2 separate regions of the Gossypium arboreum genome follow, and region 2 is linked to region 1. Evidence: chromatin contacts called from public Hi-C data. All regions are on one chromosome and are shown on one strand. Each heading gives the region's core, a stretch centred on a gene start, on an enhancer-like site or on the middle of the called end of the contact. The rest is flanking DNA. Distances are from core to core; before and after follow the strand shown.

Region 1 (4,412 bases), core at 1,167-3,666:
TTTTTTTTGACTCCACCACTACTCGAGGCTCAAATATCAATTCTAAACTTATATGTTTTCTTTTTCCATTTTAAATCCTCGTAAATTCGAAGGGCATCAACAACTCTAATTTGTAGCATAACCACAAAGCCTGGCATATAAGTGAACCAATGTACAAGTCATGAATGAGACCACAATATAAACACAAGCCAAATAAGATGAAGTCAGTCAATATCAATGACCAAGGTAATTCGGTGTCTAATGCAGCTTGATATTTCTTATCTTAAATTAATTAAAGTATGCACCAGGAAACTTAAAATTCTACTCACTAAGTATACCTCTATGCTTAGTGGTGCTTAAATCAATTCAATATTATCGAGATGCATATTTAATTAATTTAAGTATACACATACTCTCTTGATATCTAAGATAAATTATTTTATAAATTAAGACCATTTTATCATTTAATCATCTCTTTAGACATTAATATGTATCGGATTTTGTTGAGTATTGTTTTTTTGTATCGTATTAAGGGAAATACAAAGGATATTTATACATGTTCCTACTTCTACCATTATAACTCATAATAGGGTTCACTGTTTTGTCTTGGCCTGTGGGCCAATGGTATTGACATTTTCTGAGCATCCCTCGGCTTATTAGATGCTTGCTTGCAGAGCACGCGGTCCTTTCTTATTCTCGGTTTGATTCCCTCAATGAACCTCGCACTTGTCAATCATGAGCAGGAATCCTTTACAGGGCTCACGGTCCCCTCTGCGGACAAATTTATTAATTATTATAGTCTTTTCTTGATACTTAAAAATTACCATATATCATATCTTTTTTACATTCGATCATGATTAAGCTCCTTACATTACTTCTTGAGTTATTCAATCTTAGTAATTCCTTTTCATACTGTTTACCAAATCTTGTATACTCATTGGATATTAGAAGCTATTATACCAGTCCCTTAATTCTTATCTTTGATAAAACTTTGATTCTTAAACTCAACAAGATATTCCTCTGTATATATATATATATATATATCAACATTCCTTTTACAATTTTAATTATAGCCATCATGCAATTTATCAAATAAAATATTGCATATCAAATCGTTTATACGCAGCTCATAGTACACTACGATGAAATCATACAGCTGGATATCAGAATATGTCCAACCTACTCTCTAATATACGCATTGAAGTGATCCATCTTATACTTCAATATACATATCGAAGGGCTCTAGCTTACACTTCAATGCACACACAAAAGTGCTTCAACTTACATTTCAATGTACGTATTGAAGTGCTACATGATCTCATACATATATAATAATATAGTGAGATATGAATGATCAAACTAAGATTTATCTTTCATATATAATAGTGGTGATATTTTGGGTCCATGATAGAATTAGACTAGAAATGTATGTATGGCCATACTTAAATGAGTTCATATGAGATTTTCGACTCATTTGTATATCTTAGTTTCTTCAAGATTTAAGAATTTAAAGTTCGAATTCTACAAGTGTGATTGTTCCATTACTTGTGTACAATCTAAACGTCACAAACAAAAGGATAGATTACATACTAACACTATCATAAAATGGGTTATGTCGAACCATGACTTTTTGCAACTTAGGTAAGAGAAGTACATTGCTAATTGTTTGTAATATTACAAGTGTTTTAATATTACTGTTAACATTACAGTATCCTACAAATAGTGATGTTCATATAATTAATTTAATTTGGCATAGTTAAAATTAGACACTAAATATTTACATGTTTGATGCACATATATAAAGGGTTTAATTAAAATAAAGCAAAAATGTTTCATATATTTTTAGCATGGTAAATTATGTGATACCGAACTTATTAAATACAGTATTTATAAATTTTGGTTAAGGCGATTAGTTTGAAGATGTATAAGAGGGAATTCCATTTATCTTATTTTAGTCACTCTAAATTTTTTTTTCTTATACTTTAGCTACTCTAATTAAGATAATTATTCGAATTAGTCATTAAAAATTCTGTTAATCCACTAACAAATTGCTGATGTGACATATTTGTTCATTGAGTGACTAATATGTGATATTTTTTTTTACTTTTAATTAAAGTTAGAGATCTCTTTATAATTAGCCAAAACACTTTATTTTTATTTTTCTCTTCTCTCTTCTTTTGTTTTTATTTTTGGGCTTTCTGAGATGGCTGTGAGCTTCTTCACATCCATTTAACAAAGATGAAACAAAACCTGGAAAATGTTGCTCAATAAGCCCAGATTTCCTAGCTATAAATCGGGTGGGAGGAGGGGCGAGACACCAAATGTCGTACACAACTCAGTCACACATCGTCATTCTTCATCTTCACTTGATATTTCTAGGGGACCATTGCTGGAAGGGACAAGCATTAGGCCGTTGTGGCTGATTATTGTGAGAGGAGTTGCTTTCAGCAACTGGCATAACCCATATAATATCTGTCTTGATTAGGAAAGCTCACAATTGAAAGCTATATGTTTAGAAAACTATATTAAGTCCTAAGCTCGCATTTTTAAATCCAAATCATGTTTTGTTTAAGTTATTTGTGGCTTTCAGGTTAATTTCGGACAATGTTTTTATTGCTTAGAGATCTTGGACACTTTTAAGAAGCACCGTGTTGGTCGACAAGGTTCTTTTGCCCTCAAGTTGGATATAAGCAAGGCGTATGATCGTGTGGAGTGACGGTTTTTAAAACCTGTAATTCTTAAATTGGGTTTTTGGAAGCTGTAAGAAATAAATATTATCATGAGGGACTTGCTCAAACAGAAAAGGACCTTGTTAAATTTATCTACGCGTACGATAAAGAGATTGGGATGATGAAGTGGGATATGGTACCTGATTTCAAAACTACACAAGAACGAAGGAGGGATCCAATCACGCCGGCTGTTAAAGTAAATTTTGATGCGGCTATTGACGATCACCGCAAGATGTCCTGGTCTGGAATTATAATCAGGTATGTTAATTGCAGTGGCGAAGCTACTAAAAGAACAGGGCATGACTCCCCTAAAATGGTAAATTTTCACTGGTTGATGGGATGGCTCTTACTTCTAGTAGACAAGCTAATCGGCACATTTTGAATGCGTTCACGGCTGAAGCTACGGCGGCGATCCAAGCTATTTCCTTTAATTTGCTGATAATTTGGGATTTTCACCTATGAACTTTCTTACATTGTAAGGTCACTCTCATTCGACGAGGAGTGAATACAATTGCCCATTTGCTAGCCTGGAGTGGTGTCAGATACTGACGGAGCAACTTTTTGAGTTGAAGAGGCGCCAGTTCACCATTTGATTTACTAATGTACTTTTTTATACATATAAGATGCCTACAATTACTCATAGTTTTCTCTAATTTTTTAATAGGAGAATAAATACGCTTCAGCGTTTGAATTCATGTCTTCCTGCATAATTAACTAATGTCAATTGAACTAAAATCTAATCGATAATTTTACCAATGTACTTTTAAATATCTATGAATGCTATTATTATCATTCAAAAATTATTTATAATAATTAATAAATAGTATTAGAGTAAGCTACAATAGTCATTTATTCAAAATTTAACATTCACAATCGAGGAAGTTGAATGGGACAAAACATGCCAATAAGAAAATTGTTATAAATTATTGTGATATTTTTTTATCGATAAATTACAAAAATAGTTTTATATTTCTGTTTAATTTATGTTTTGGACGCTGAAGTTAATTGTTATAATTTGATCAAAAATATTATTATTTAATAAAATTTAATTAATAATCCGTTAATAATTATTAACAAATTATGAAAGTTTGATATTGTACAAATTATATTATTAAATACTAACATGACTTTCATATCAACACCGCATAATTTAAAGTTTTTTAAAACTTTTTTTTATTCTTTTATTTCACTTTCTATATTTCCTTTTTTTTTTTTTTCTTATTCTTTCCTTTCTCTGGATCACAAACACCCTCTTCCTCAAGTAACTCAGCCACAACCACCCACCACTGTTCACTACATACACTCTTCATCTCTCTCACCACCACTCACTAACCCTTCACCCTTACTAGTAACTAAGCCTCACACTCTCCGTCACTACCCCTCAACATCATCACCATATTTAAACCACCACTCACGACCACCCTACACATCAACTACCAAGCCCCTAAATCAAAACCCACTCCATTAGTCTACTGTCATGCACACACCTTTAATCCACCTCATTCCCCAGAATCTCACCACCTCATTTAAATTTAACCCTCAATATTTATAAAATTTGTTATTTTAAGTTGAATTCTAAAAAAAATCAATAAATTCAATTTTCAGTTCAGAAAATAATTATCAGGGAACTTTAACAATACCTGCCTTGAAATGATCATCCGAGTACCACAAACACTATGTGGCCTTTTTAAAGCATTTCAATTT
Region 2 (4,296 bases), core at 1,673-4,172, 97 kb after region 1:
CATATAAGGACCTCTAATTTTGAATTCCATAGCTATTTGATCCCTTTAGCTACTAGAATTCAACTTTTGCATTTTATGCAATTTGGTCTTTTCCATTTAATTAAATATGAAATCGGTAAAATTTTCTTAACGTGATTTTTATACGATATTCCTATCATACGATAGACCAATAAAAATTTTAAAATAATTTTTCTTACGGACTCGAATTTGCAGTCCCGAAACTACTATTCCAATTTACCTAAAAACGGGTTGTTACACTACACTCTTTCACTTTGATTTTTTTATCTTTTTTATCTTTTATCTTAGAATTTTCTAATTTAATGTATTTACTTAATGTATGAATACCATTGCAAAATCATTAATGTTTGATGAGTTTTTACCCCTTTAATAAACTCTTTCACCAACAACATCTTAATTAGAAGTGTTCGTAGGCCGGACTGAAATCTGATTTCAAAAATTTTGCATCACCTTAAAATTTTATATATTTTAATAATTAAATTTAAAAAATGAAATTTAAATTCGAACCAAAACGAACCGAATCAACAAAAATTATCCAAATCGGCCCAAGTCGGCAGAACAAGCCACCCAACCTTGAACAGCTATAATCTTGATTTAGTTACAAGACATTTGTAGTGGTGTCATATGTGAAATTGGATACATATGCTATATGCATTATAATACAAAGCTGCAAAGCCTAAAAAATTTGGAAGCAAAAATCAATTTTAGTTCATCCTTGGTCCCTTCATGCAAGCTATTCTGCTGGCAAGTAACCAACTGGCTTTGTCTTTGATTTTCATATACCAAAGAATTAGAAAATAATAAAATATATTTGGTGGCCTAAAATTATGGTGCCGTAGTTGATTCCCTTAAAGTGGAGGCTGACGGTTGATGACTACTATCTTAGCCCATATATCTGGTTCATGTTACATGCATCTACGTCAATATTTTTAATCAAGTTGGTTCCCTTTACTTGTTCTTATTTAGGACCAATGATTTGACATTGAATGTCAACTGAGGGACATGTTCCATTTTCGTCGGCCGTAAGTCCTTAAGGCATATGGTCCATCTTTATCAACAACAAATTCCACACAATATCAATTCAAATTTGGGCTGGTTTTATATAATCTAAGAGAAGATTGTTTCTAAGACACAATCATGATTTCATTGAAAATATTTGTATAAAAATTTATGTTAAAATCAAATAAAGCTTTGATTGATTCATTAATTGTGGATTTACATTGGGTTTTAACTGTTAGGTTTTATATAAAATATAAAAAATACAAAAATATCTTTATAATAATTGTTACTTTTTAAATAGGAGGGTTTTGTGTTCGATTAAATATTAACTTGGCGCCAGTGTTGAGACGCATTATCCTCATAGTTAAGAGTTAGAAAAGGTAAAGAGTAGTTCTAAGTATTGTATCAACTTAGAAACTTTCAGATATTTTCACAATTGAATTAGATGTTTAAATAAAAAAAATAGAATGGTTCTGTAATTATTTTGATATTTTTAAAATTAATAATTTAACTTAAATCTATTTAATTTTATAATTTTATCCTAATTATTGTATTTTTTATACGATGCCTAAGACTGTCCATAACTCCTCCTCAACTCATAAATAGCACGATAATGCACTTCAACACCCTATATTAACAACAATACCCATATAAATTAAGTTAAAACTCAATCAACCTAACCATTATAATTTACCCTATATAAAATACTTATACCTTCATCTTCAAAGAATATATTGCATGGGAATAAAACATCCAAAATTTTAAAATATAAAATAGTTACCGAGGTAGCAGATGTCAAGATTTAAACTTCACCTCCAAATAATTTCGCAATTTTGAAATTTAATTTTTATTTTTAATTTCAATAATTTAACCATTTTATTTTTTACTTAATAATTGAATTCCATATGATAACATTCTTGTGGACTTCATTAAATTAGATTAAGTGATATTTTTAAAATGTTAAAATAAATAAATAAAATTGTTATATCTACAGTTATAAAATTTTCGATTTTAAATATGAGATTGTAAGATTTTTTCACAATGGTTCAAAGTAATACACAACTTTCATAGAGTGAAGGCTTTTTTTTTTCCTTTAAAAATGCAACATAATTTAATGGAATTTTTTTAATGTTATCAATTGATTAATAGTAAAATTAAAAATTCTTAAAATTAGAGATGATAATGGAGTGGAATGAAGATAGATAATGTTAAATTTATTATCGCTCCACAATTGATATACTCTGCTCCACCACCCGCCTCACTTTAATATGGATATATAATTTTAAAAATCACTATCACCTCTATATATGTTGGATGTATCTATTCCCGCCCTACCTTGCTCTGCTTCGCTTCAATTTAATTTTGCTACTTTTCTTTAATTTTTTCAATATTTTTAAAATCAAGTAAATATTTAAACATAATTCTTCAAAAAAAATATTTAAACATAAAATATATGATTTTTTCTATATTATTATTACATTTTGACCCTTTTAACAGTTTATATATACAATGATAAAATAATAATTTTATATAATAGAATAAGTCGGGATAAAACAAGCAATTACTACAACCTCTCCACATCCACTATCCAAAAGAAAGAATCCACACTACCCGTCTTGCATCCACTTTTCAAACAAAAATCCGCTCCATTTAAAAGGGGTTAAAGTCAGAATTAACTGGTGGATTCAAATTTTGACATTCCTACTTAAAATAAATAAATTCTTAAAATTAAAAATAAAATAAAAAAAACTAAAGTTGAAGTATGCTAACTATACCTCTTGAGCCGAAGCCCAGAATCGCTTTATTTATTTTTCATGTTTAGCCCAACAATCTTAACTACTATTGGTCCATAGCCTAAAAGCAAATAATTTTTCAACCTTCCGTTACCTTTGGCGCCTTATCTGTCAATCCCCTTATAACCCACTAAGCTAAAACTCACTGCTTTCCACTTGAAAGTTTTGTTCTTTGCTACCAAATCTTAAAGCTTTTGCTTTTTAACATCCATGGCTTTAACTCTTAACTTAAAACTCACCATTTCTGTATCCTCTTCTTCATTTCATCACCATCCTTCTTCTTTCTCTCCCTTTTTTTCTCTCAAAACCCAGACCAAGCCTTTCTCTTTCACCACAAGAATCCATAATCTCCAATACCCATCTCTCAGTCTCACATTCTCCAGGAGGTTCTTCATTCTTCCTTCAGTTTCTGGAATCTGGGATGCTTTAACTGGCAATAACAATCCCAAAGATGCTGTAATTGCTATAAGACGTGGAATGTTACTATTTAGGCAGGTAAGCTGAATCTTTTCATTTGATTCTGTTTGGTATTTTTGTTGTATATGATTTGTAATGATTTTTTGTTTTAAAGGGTGATGTGCCAGGTTCTGTAGTGGAGTTTGACAAGGCAATTGAGTTAGATCCCCGACAAAAGGCATGTAAGTTCCTGAATTAAGATTGTCCCTTCATTTGTCTTTTAAAAATACCTTTCTGTAGTAATGTGGTTTTTACAATGTTTATTATAGATCTTTGGCAAAGGGGATTATCATTGTACTATCTTGATAGGTAAATAGTTCTATATCTTTTAATCTTTTGATGGTTAATTGAGTTGTAATTGAGCTTGATGGCATTGACAACTCAATTAAGCTTAGGTTCTTTCTTTAGGTTTTATTGCAAGAAGATCAATGATAATTCTCATACTTATGGTTTTGGTTCTCTTTAGGTTTGAAGAAGCTGCAGAGCAGTTTAGAATAGATGTTGCTGAGAACCCTAATGATACTGAGGAATCAATATGGTGCTTTCTCTGTGAAGCTCAATTATATGGAGTCGATGAGGCAAGGCAACGCTTTCTAGAGGTAAGTGATATAATAGATATGGCTAACAAGATAGTAAGTAAGCCAACATAGGCTCACCTTATAATGAATGACCTCTCTAATGAGTTGAGAATGTTTAAATACACAAGTGAGCAAGTTTGCTTCTTCTTTTTTATGAAGAACAGTTTTAACTTTGCATTTTAAGTGAGCTGACAACTACAAGTTGTCTTAATCCGGTTACTATCTAAATGTAGGTTGGAAGAGATCCACGGCCTGTCATGCGGGAAGCTTATAACTTGTTTAAAGATGGAGGTGATCCAGAAAAGGTATTGATTGAATTGAACACCCCTCCCTTGCAGTAATGTCCATGTAAACATGTATCCAAATATGCAGTTTGGTTTTACTTTAATGTTTCTGAATGAATAATTAATTTTGCTGTGTAGCTTGTTGCTGCTTTCACCAATGGACCACAG

The links. A called contact is a pair of places that touch in the nucleus more often than the background predicts.
Region 2: a contact with region 1 is called in a Hi-C map of leaf, with 3 times the contacts expected there. The contact joins the promoter of LOC108472601 here to the enhancer-like site in region 1. A contact is called at or near these places in 2 of 5 Hi-C or Micro-C datasets (both in leaf).

The regions. Positions count from the first base shown.
Region 1 is chr11:121,922,150-121,926,561 of ASM2569848v2, forward strand. No RefSeq gene overlaps it. Among protein-coding and RNA genes, the nearest start is that of LOC108472750, 5.6 kb to the right of the region's middle. Within about 2 kb of position 2,417, at least 1 of the 2 cell types and tissues checked has an H3K27ac peak or open chromatin away from gene starts, as enhancers often do. A contact at or near this core is called in leaf, where this site is marked.
Region 2 is chr11:122,019,006-122,023,301 of ASM2569848v2, forward strand. It overlaps LOC108472601, which reads left to right and starts at 2,923. Exons shown (of 9, transcript XR_001869568.2): 1 at 2,923-3,305; 2 at 3,382-3,448; 3 at 3,536-3,575; 4 at 3,733-3,865; 5 at 4,078-4,149; 6 at 4,267-4,296.